2 separate regions of the Mus musculus genome follow, and region 1 is linked to region 2. Evidence: chromatin contacts called from public HiChIP or PLAC-seq data. All regions are on one chromosome and are shown on one strand. The core of a region is the stretch at or near the end of the contact, and the rest is flanking DNA. Distances in the headings are between cores, read along the strand shown.

Region 1 (5,614 bases), core at 2,966-5,465, 100 kb after region 2:
ACTGGCCCTGACTTCTCAGATACCTGCCTAATTCATAGATAACTGCCTTGCCTGTGCCTCCTGGGTACTGAGATTAAAAGTATGTACCACCATACCTGGCTTGCTTTTCTACTTCAAAAATATTTTTGTTGTATTTTTATTTATGTGTATGTACAGTATGGGTGCTTGTGGAGGCAAGAAGAGGGTGCTGGGTCCCTAGGACCTGACGTGACAGGTAGTTTTGAGCTGCTCAGTGTGGGTACTGGGAACCAAACTTTATTCATCTGTAAGAAAAGCAAACATACTTTAACTGTTGAGTCATCTCTGCAAACCCCTTGGTTGTCTTCCTTCCTTCCTTCCTTCCTTCCTTCCTTCCTTCCTTCCTTCCTTCCTTCCTTCCTTCCTTCCTTTTTCACAATGTTGAACAATTGAACACCGATTTTTGTGCTTACCACTGAGATATGTCCTCACCTTTTTCTTAAACTGTGTTTGTCGGGTATTTGGTAATGAGGCACCAGGACTCAGGAGTTACAGTGATAAAGCTCACTATGGATTTTAAGCCTTTGCAACTGTTTAAGTGTAGAAGATTTGGAGTTGTGGTCTGTGGAAGTCCTAGGAGGCTGAAATCAGAGCTTCCTGGGTCATTCAGGTAAGAATTTGGAAGGCAGAATGTGTAGAATGAAAACCATAGAGGCACTCAGAGCGCATGCAGTTTCAGAGGGGAGTAAGGACTGTACTGGGAACTGGGCTAGAAACCATCACATTACGTCTAACAAAGAATCTTTCTGGGCTCTGCCCATGTTCTGAAATTTTGAGTGAGGCTGGATTCAAAAGTAACGGAATCAAAAGCAGGTATAATGTGGCATCCCCTTTAGCCCTGGCACTTAGGAAGCAGAGGCAGGAGGATCTCTGTGAGTTCAAAGCCCTGGTCTGCAGAGTGAGTTCTAGGACTTTGAGGGCTATATAGAGAGTCCCTTTCTCGAAATCAAAACAAAAACAACAACAACAACAAAGCCCCACAAAACCGTAACGGACTAATTTGTTTGGCAGAGAAAAATCCCAGGTAGCAGAACATGCAGACTGTGTCATGATTACTGCCCCTGCTCATGTCCAGGTCAGCACAGAAAGGCAGAGCGCAAACACCAGACTGCTGTGCAATTTGGCAAGGAAGGAGAGCGAGAAGTTTTAACGTTGCAGGCAAGGATCCACGAGATAGCACAGTGGGCAAGGCCTTTGCTGCCAAGCCTGCACCCAGAATTTAATCCCCAGAACCTACATGGTAAGCAGGAGACCTGACTTCTGGGAGTTGTCCTCTGACCTCCACGCATACTTTAGAGTTTCCATTGCCAAGATAAAACACCGTGACTAGAGGCTGAAAGATGGCTTAGCAGTGAAGAGCGCTGGCCATTTTCCCCAGGACCGGGGTTCAATTCTCATCAACCACATAGCAGCTCACAACTATCTGCAACTCTAGTTCCAGGGGACCTGACACCCTCACACAGATATATATATATACAGGCGAAACACTAGTATGTATAAAAAATAAAATAAATTATATTTTAAAAACCTACTGTAGCTGATACTTCCACATCATAGTCTATTATCAAGAGAAGAAGGGGCAGAACTCAGGAACCTGAAGGCAGGGATTGAGTGATGTAGACGCCCTGGAGGAGTGCTGTCACTGGCTAGCTCCTCAGGGCTTACCCACCCTGCTTCCTTATACCTCCCAGGACCACCTAACCAGAGGTGTCACCGCCCCCAATGGCTGGGTCCTCCAATATCAGTCATTAGTCAAGACAATACTCCGTCAACTTGTCTACAGGCCAGTCTTATGAAGGCATTTTTCAGTTAAGACGTCCTCTTCCCAGACATGTCTTGCTCTGGGTCAAATTGACAAAATAGAAACACACACACAAGTGTGTGTGTGTGTCTGTGTATGTATGTGAATGTGTGTATAAACAATAAGAATAAAGTTGCAGACAAGATGGATGCAAACACAGATATATTTATTGAAGAGGTAACACTACCATAGCGAAAGTCAGTGCTCTACACTGGGACAGGGAGATGGTACACTGTGGGCAAGACTCCACCCGTACAGAAAAGCTCTAGTTTGTAGAAATACAAGCATAGTTGGGCAGCAGTGGCACATGCCTTTAATCCCGGCACTTGGGAGGCAGAAGCAGGCAGATTTCTGAGTTTGAGGCCAGCCTGGTCTATAGAGTGAGTTTCAGGACAGTCAGGGCGATACAGAGAAACCCTGTCTCGAAAAACCAAAAACCAAAACAAAACAAAAAAGAAATACAAGTATACATGAAAAGGGGAGTTGATCTGAGAATACTGCTGAAAGGATTCCCTAGTCCAAAGAGACCAACTATGGATGTGTTTGCTTGGATTCAGCCACCAAGGTACAGAGCAGCCGCTGTAGCTGGGCCCAGGGGCATGTGTGTGTGTGTGTTATACTGCATCTCAAGCTGGCAGCAGAGCTCAGCCCGTCATTGACATGGTTCTGGTTTTCATGCATTAAGTATGCACAAGTGAGGGGTCATGGAGACTCATGCCAATATTTCAGAAAGCCAGTAAGGCCAGGCAGTACACACAATGCAGGCTTTAAATTCTCTGAAAGGTCCCGACAGGCCAGTACATAGAGCTGGGAAGGTGACATCTAACTTTCATTGTGGTCCTAGGATGCTGGAGATGCCAGGACTGTGGGACATCTGCAGAAGGCAGCAGATCTGGAGGGGTGGGGGTGTCAAGAGCCACTGGGGCCCTGGCGATTCCATGTTAGGCTCAGACACAGAGCCACAGGGTTTGTGTTTTCCTTGCTTGATTTCAGTCTTCCTTTGCTCTGATCTTAACTTGCTATGTCCCTGTTCCTCCCTCTCAGAATGGAAATGATTGTACCGGTGCCACGTGTATTAAAAGTTTGTGCCGGGCGTGGTGGCGCACACCTTTGATCCCAGCACTCAGGAGGTAGAGGCAAGCGGATCTCTGAGTTCGAGGCCAGCCTGGTCTACAGAGTGAGTTCCAGGACAGCCAGGGCTATACAGAGAAACCCTGTCTCAAAAAACCAAAAATAAAATAAAATAAAATAAATAAAAGTTTGTAGCTTTTTCTTTGTTTTGTTTGAAAGGGGCGCACAGCTAAGAGAGTACCTTGAATGTCCGAAGAGACTTGGATTTTGGATTGCTGAAGTGTTGGGGCTGTTCGGAGGCATGGCACCAGAGAGATGGCCTTAAAGCTGAGTATTCAGGACTCACATGACACAAGGAGAAAAATTGACTTCTACAAACCCTCTCTGACTTTATCTGTTCTCTCTCTCTCTCTCTCTCTCTCGTTCTCTCTCTCTCTCTCTCTCATATACTACAATAAAGAAATAAATTAAAACATAATTAAAATTTTAAAAAGATTATGCAGGAACTTAAACATGGGAACAAATGCGTTTGTATTATGAGATGGCTTAAGCGGGTGGGGGAGGGGAGGGGAATGTATCTCTCAGGCTCAGGTGCCTAAGCATTTGTTTCTCAAGTAGTGGTGCTGTTTTGGAAGGCTATGGAACTGTTAGGAGATGGAGCCCCCTTTATAGGAATATAGGAAATGGATTAATGGGTTTGGACTCAGAGTTTTTTTTTTTTTTTTTTTTTTTTTTTTTTTTTTTTTTTTGGTTTTTCGAGACAGGGTTTCTCTGTGTAAGTAGCCCTGGCTGTCCTGGACCTCACTTTGTAGACCAGGTTGGCCTCGAACTCAGAAATCTGCCTGCCTCTGCCTCCCAAGTGCTGGGATTAAAGGCGTGCGCCACCACGCCCCGCCTGGGCTCAGAGTTTTTATAACGCTGCCTCTCTGTTCCTTTTCTGTTCCTGCCTGCAGACTGCAGTGAGCAATGTGATTTGGTGTTCCTTCCACCTCGCGTGCCTCCACTGGCTGCTTGGCTGTTTCCCTGTCTCAGTTAAGGTTTCTGTTGATGTGGATGAACACGGTGTTCAAGAGCAACTCGGGAAGGAAAGGGTCCCATTGATTTATACTTGCATATTGCTATTTATTATTGAGAGAAGTCAGAACAGGAACTCAAATAGGGTAAGAACTGAGGCCGGAGCTGATGCAGAGGCCACAGAGGGTGCTGCTTAGGGGCTTGCTCTTCAAACCTTGCTCAGCCTGCTTTCTTATAGAACCCAGGACACCAGCCCAGGGATGGCCCCACCCACAACGAGCTGGGCCCGCCCACTTCGATCAGTAATTAATGAATGCCCTACAGGCTCGCCTACAGCTTGATCTTACAAAGCGTTTTCTCAGAGGCTCCTCCCCTCTGTGAGGCCCTGTTGTGTTCAAGTTGATGTAAAACTAGCCAGCATGAGCTTTATAAACCGTAAGTCAAAAATGAAGTCTTCCCCAGGTTGCTTTCGTCTGGCAGTTAGTTTGTCACAGTGAGAAAAGTAGCTCACACAGGAAGTCAGCTAGGTGGAGACTGAAAACTCAGCATCCCAGTTAACCCCACGAGAAGAAATGCAAACTGAATTTAAAAATCACAGATTAGAGCCGGGTCATGTTCTGATAGGCATCCTGCTAGGGAGGAAGGAGATAGTTGGCTTCATCTTATGTTGCCTGCGTTAATCCCTTCCCCCACGGAATGCTAAGGTTGCCTTTGATGGGTAACAATACACATTTCTTATATGGGTTCTAGAACAGCATTCTGCGATTAAACAAGCAAGGAGATTTAGCATCGAGCCCTCAGAGTTCAACTTACAACAGCAAGAGGAATTTCCATTTTGGATTGAATTTTCCTGGGAATTTACCAATGGGAAAGGCTGTCTTCACCATTTTTTTTTTATTGTTGTTGTCGTTGTTTTATTTGGACTTTTGAAAGTATTTTTCTCTGCTGACCGATTTTGAACACTATGACTAGATGTAATTTCAAATGGAAAATAGACTCAGAAAACAGAGTTTTGTCCCAGAGTGCCTTGAGGTTAAGTTGATTAACGATGTGTTTGGATCTATAATGATCCATTATAGACTATCTTCAGAGGGCCAGCTTAACTGCGTAGATCTTTGGTCCTGGGAAGTTACAGTGAGAACCAATAGTTATAATCCAGAGGGCTGTTAATCTTTCTTAGTTGGACAATTCTCCGTGACAAGGAGTTGGTCAAACTCAGTGGTTAAAAATAATGGAGGCCAGAGAGGTGGATGTGAACTCTCAACATCTCTGCCAGAGCTCACCAAGCACGAATCGCTCATCCAAGCCTCAGCCCTTCCTCTGTGCTCTCACGGGATCTTCCACCTGGACTGAGGGAAGGCTGGACAGGAACCCAAGGCAGGAACTGAAGCAGAGGCCATGGTGGAATGCGGCTTCAGGCTTCCTCCCACGGCATGCTCAGGCTGCTTTCTTACACAGCTCAGGACCACCTGCCTGGGTTGGCACCACTCACATTGGGCTAGACCCTCTCACAAGAAAATTACCCCCAGGCCTTTTTTTTTTCCCCCAGCTAATCAGATGTAGGAATCTTTTTAATTCGGGTGTCCTCTTCCCAGAATACTCTAGAATGTATCAAGTTGACAAAAGCTAGCAACACACCTGATCAGAGACATTGGGGACAATTTCTTCGACAGAGGGAGTAGGATATTGAAAGGCATCTCTTATTTTCTG
Region 2 (5,200 bases), core at 1,224-3,723:
AGAGGATAGCAGTCGCTCATCTACTGCAAAGACGCAAAGGAAAACCAGGTCTGCCCAAACACAGAAAATCACTTACTCTTTTTTTGTTTGTTTGTTTGTTTGTTTTTGTTTTTGGAGACAGGGTTTCTCTGTGTAGCCCTGGCTGTCCTGGAACTCACTTTGTAGACCCGGCTGGCCTCAAACTCAGAAATCCACCTGCCTCTGCCTCCCAAGTGCTGGGATTAAAGGCGTGCGCCACCACCGCCCAGCCACTTACTCTTTTTAAAAATTTAATTTAATTACTTATTTGTTTTGCCATAGAGCCTTACCGCATAACCCTGGCTGGCCTGAACTCATTGTGTAGACAGGGCTGGCCTCTACCAGGTTCAAAGCACCACTCCCACGGAGAGTGCTGGTGACACTGTCCTAAACAGAAGGCCTTTGGATAAACAGAAAGACTTACTGGATTAACAAGCCTAAAGGTTTCTGTTTATTAGCAGAGCAAATCTTTTAAGGTAGTTTCTCTTCACCAAGAACCTCCCTGAACGTTCCCTCCTGGAAGGTCAACTACCTCAGGCAATGCCACCTGCTTTAACCTATCCGAAAAACAGAATAATCTTATCAGCTCAGATTTCCCCCCACCTCCACCCCGTCACAAAGTCTGCTTGTTTTCCCAACAGGCTGCTCCTATCTCTGTCCCAAGAGACTGGCCTTAGCAGTTTGATTCTAAAGGAATCTTTCTGTCTACAAAGTGGTCTAGCTTGGTAGTTTCTCTGGGACATCTCTTAACAGCCTCAAACTTCACAGAGATCCCCTGTCTCCTAAGTGCTGAGATCAAGGGTGTGGCCTACCATACCAAGTTTCTTTTGTTTTTAGGCTGGTGTGTGTATGTGTACACACACACACACACACACACACATACACACGTATACACGTGTGCACGTGACCGTGCCCACCCCAAGCCTATGGAGCCTGAGTATAGAGGTCAGAGGATAATTTGCAGCAATCCTTCACAGTGTGATTCTAGTGATAGAATTCAGGTCTCTAGCTGGACTCCAAAGCACCTTTACAGGCTGAGCTGGTTTTGTCCAACAAAGCAAATCTTTTTACCCTTTTACCAAAGTGAAGGTATTGCTAGCCAGAGCTAAGTCCATTCTTACTTAGAGCTGAATTAAGTCTCCCAATTTCTCTCTCTCTCCTTCTTGATTTAGTTGTTTTTTTTGTTTTGGTTTTTTTTTTTTTTTTTTTTTTTTGTGACAGGGTTTCTCCGTGTAACAAACCCTGGCAAGTCTTGTAACTGTAGCCAGGGTTGTCCTTGACCTCAGAGATCCACCTGCTTCTGCCTGGAACAATGGGGTTAAAGGCACACACCTTCGCGCTCAGCTCCAATTTCTTGAATTTGAATAGGAGCTCCAATTTTCGAAAACGCCCTGTAATCAACCTGGCAGGAAGACATTCTGAGGAGAAACACTTGGCTCCCTTTGGCTATCAGGCAATTGAAATAATGGACTCCAAAGAATTGGAATTTCTCCAGGAATTTTTTGGTGGGAAGGGGTAAGACAAAGCTTCGAGTTAGTGTAGAGGAAGAACTTGGTTTCTGGAAAGAGATTTCTCAAGTATCTGAAGCTCGTTGAATCCCCATGTAGGACAGTCTGGAGCAGAGATTATGGTGGGTCAGACCACCTCTTACAAGACCATTCTGGTTCCCGTCGCCCGGTTTAAACCAAAACTTCACGTCAGTACCCCCAAAGATGAACTTCCGGGGGGGGGGGGCTGAACTTTATCTTCCTAATGTGGCCCTTTGAAAAAAAAATCTGTTTTTTTGCTATTTTCTCTATTATTCGACTACTGAGGATGAGTGGGAGTTTAGCTCGTTAGGGTTGCTAGGGCCCAAGCGTTGACGCTCAACATTACCTTAGCAATCTCAGTTTCTAAAATATAAAAAATTCTGCACACTTATGCTAAAGGGCTCAGATAAGACTGGACCTTAACTGCCCATCTCATATAGTAAGGCGTAAACTAGTTGAGGCAGTGACGGGCCAAGGAAAGTTTTGTGGGTAGCTGGTTTTGTGGATAGCTGTTCTTGCACTTGGCATTCACAAGTGCCGCTCTGTACAATGCTCTGCGAACGCACCGTACGTGGCAGACAGCAACAACCAATTTCTCAGCTCCTTTCAGTCCAACCGCAGGACCGCCCGCAGGGCCAGGTGTTTCCGCAGCGAGCTCGACGCGGCTTCTCGCAGGGTGCACCCCGCCGTTCCAGCAACCGCGCAAGCCACTTCCGTCTTCTTGGTGCATACTTGCCCGGGTAGCCACCGCGAGCTCCACTGCTTTGCAAAGGCTCAGTCTCAAGGCCCGCCAACCCGAGCTTGGGGGCTGGGCCCGCCCCGCCCCGCCCATCTACGCCAGGGCACGTCGCGGGCGGGGCCCCGCCCACCGCGCAGGCCGACACGCCTTCGGATTGGCCGCTGGGCTACGGATGCTCGGGTAGGACGCGCCTCCTCCCGACTTTCCCGCCAGCGGCGGCCGCGCGGTGGATGCGATCCTTGTAGGCGCTCGGAGCCGTGGCCCGGTCTGCCCGTCAGCCTTCATCATGTCCCGACAAAGCACCTTGTACAGCTTCTTCCCCAAGTCCCCGGCACTCGGCGACACCAAGAAGGCCGCGGCCGAGGCCTCACGCCAAGGTGCCGCTGCCTCTGGAGCCTCCGCTTCCCGCGGCGGGGATGCGGCCTGGAGCGAGGCTGAACCCGGGTCCCGGTCCGCGGCGGTATCCGCCTCGTCGCCGGAGGCAAAGGATCTCAACGGAGGGCTGCGGAGGGCCTCCTCCTCCGCGCAGGCCGTGCCTCCCAGGTAGCCGGCTCGGTCGGGGCTGCGGCGGCGCGCGGGTCTCCCGGAAGGAGGGGGAGGCTGCTCCGTGCCAGGCGGCGGGAGGAGGGGCGGCCTGCCGGCCCGGGAGAAGCGGGGCCGGTGCCCGGGACTCTCGGGGGACGCTGCGAGCAAGCGAGCGCACTCCCACTGTGGGGGTGGGGAGGCTCGGGAGGCTCGGGGACGGAGACACCCTCCCCCAAAGTGGCCGGAGCGGGAACGGTGGGTGTCCTGCTGCGATCCGCGGCCTGAGGGGGCGGGGCGGATCGGATCGGGCAGGGAGCTCCTCCGGGTGGCGAGCCTACGGTGGGAGGAAACTCGGGTTGCAGGTGGAAGTTTGTAGATAGTGAAAGCGGCGCTCCGGCTTGGGACGACAGTTTTTTTTAACCCACCTTTTCACAGGAGGGAAGAGTGCGGGAGATTTTTCGCAGTTAGTGGGTCTTCGGAGTATTGGGCAAGCCCTGGGCAAGAAGGTTTACTGGGGGAAACTTGCCTGGAGTTGTACTCGCACTTTGTAAATTTGGCTGTCGTTTGTAGGAACGACTAGAGACATTTATTTTATCTATTTATTTTCATTTTTTTTCGAGACAGAGTTTCTCTGTGTAGCCCTGGCTGTCCTGGAACTCAGACATCCACCTGCCTCTGCTGGGATTAAGAAGTGTGCAGCGACTTATTTAAAATGTAAAGAGTTCTTTCTGGAGTCCAGTACTCTGGAGTTTCAGCTTGGGCACCAGGAAGAGCTGGCGTATGCTCCTGGGGCAGAGAAAATGATTTTGGATCTCTAATTTCTTTCCTTCCCTTTGGCTATAAAGGACACAGTTCAGACACAGGTAAACACAGAGGTGTATTTTGCCTCCGTGTATGTATGTGTGCCCATGTGCATGCACGCTGCCTGAGAGAGGCCAGAGGAGGACCTCAGCCTCTGTAGTTAGAGATATTGTGAGCTACTGGGTGGGTGCAGGGAATCAAACCTGGTTCCTATGGAAGAATGCCAGTGCTCTTAACTGCTGAGCAGCTCTCCAGCCCCATTATTTCTATATTTTTTAAAATTACCTGTTAGTGTGTATATGTGTGTATGCATGCTATAGTAGGTTGTGGAAATCAGAGGACAACTTAAGAGTTGGTTCTTCCACCAACCGTCCTGTGGATAAAACTCAGGCCATCCTTTGCGTTATCGCCTAGGCCATATCTTCACTGGTATTTTTTTTTAGACAGGGTTTTGTAGCCCTGGATGTCCTGGAATGCACTCTGTAGATCACCTGTCTCTGGTTCCCAAGTACTGGGATTAAAGGTGTGCGCCACCACGCCTGGATACCCCGACTTATTTATTTTCTTTCTTTCTTTCTTTCTTTCTTTCTTTCTTTCTTTCTTTCTTTCTATCTTTCTTTCTTTCTTTCTTTCATGTGTGTGAGTACACTGTTGCGGTCTTCAAACACATCAGAAGAGGGTATCAGATCCCCACTACAGATGGTTGTGAGCCACCATGTGGTTGCTGGGAATTGAACCCAGGACCTCTGGAAGAGCAGTTAGTGCTCTTAACTGCTGAGCCATCTTTCCAGCCCCGCCTTAACTCTTCTTAAAAAATAATTACACTATTTATGGGGGGTATAGGAGATGGGTATGGGAGATGTGTAAATGGCACAGGGTGTGTATGGAGTTCAGTACAATTTGTGAGAGGCACTTTTACCCAGGTACTAAAACTTGCTGAGTCATCACTCTGGCTTCTTAATCCTTTCTCCTTCCTTTTTTTTTTCTTTCTTTCTTTTTTTTTTTTTTTTGTTGTTGTTGTTTTTCAAGACGGTTTCTCTGTGCAGCCCTGGCTGTCCTGGTACTCACTTTGTAGACCAGGCTGACCTCGAACTCAGAAATCCGCCTGCCTCTGCCTTCCAAGTGCTGGGATTAAAGATGTGCTCAGCCATGCCTTGCTTCTTTCATTCTTAAACCGAGTCTATATGTATCTCAGGCTGGCTATGAACTCACAGAAATCTATCCTTGTCTTTTTTTTTTTTTTTTGGATTTATAAATCTATTTTTAACACCATTGCTCTATTCAGACACACTACCAGAAGAGGGCATCCAGGTCCATTACAGATGGTTGTGAGCCACCATGTGGTTACTGGGAATTGAACTCTAGACCTCTGGAAGAGTAGAATTAACTGCTGAACCGTCTCTCCAGCCCTGCCCGTGTCTTCTAAGTGCTGGAATCGAGGCTGTGCATCATCAGTGTTTGTAGGGCTGGGGAGATTGGATGGATTACAAGGATGAGAGTTTTAGTTAAATGCACAGAAGGAAGCCACCTAGAAAATAAGCTGGAAATAGTGGCAGATATCCTTGGCACTGGGGAGGCAGATCTCTAT

The links. HiChIP or PLAC-seq counts read pairs in DNA pulled down with a chosen protein or histone mark.
Region 1: an H3K4me3 HiChIP or PLAC-seq map of embryonic stem cells shows a contact between it and region 2, with 6 times the contacts expected there. The contact joins the enhancer-like site here to the promoter of Msh6 in region 2. A contact is called at or near these places in 1 of 39 promoter capture datasets (stem cell-derived epiblast-like cells), 2 of 484 Hi-C or Micro-C datasets (the G1E-ER4 cell line and muscle stem cells), 5 of 115 datasets of contacts at active chromatin or transcription factors (the SCID.adh cell line, bone marrow-derived macrophages and embryonic stem cells) and 3 of 9 other capture datasets (adipose tissue, liver and pancreatic islet).

Annotation. Positions count from the first base shown.
Region 1 is chr17:88,075,761-88,081,374 of GRCm38.p6, forward strand. All of the region lies in intron 1 of Gm45950 (a long non-coding RNA gene), which reads left to right. Among named protein-coding and RNA genes, the nearest start is that of Gm45950, 12 kb to the left of the region's middle. Within about 2 kb of position 4,216, at least 9 of the 459 cell types and tissues checked have an H3K27ac peak or open chromatin away from gene starts, as enhancers often do. A contact at or near this core is called in embryonic stem cells, where this site is marked.
Region 2 is chr17:87,972,577-87,977,776 of GRCm38.p6, forward strand. It overlaps Msh6 (mutS homolog 6), which reads left to right and starts at 2,474. Exons shown (of 10, transcript NM_010830.2): 1 at 2,474-2,829. The coding sequence starts at 2,573.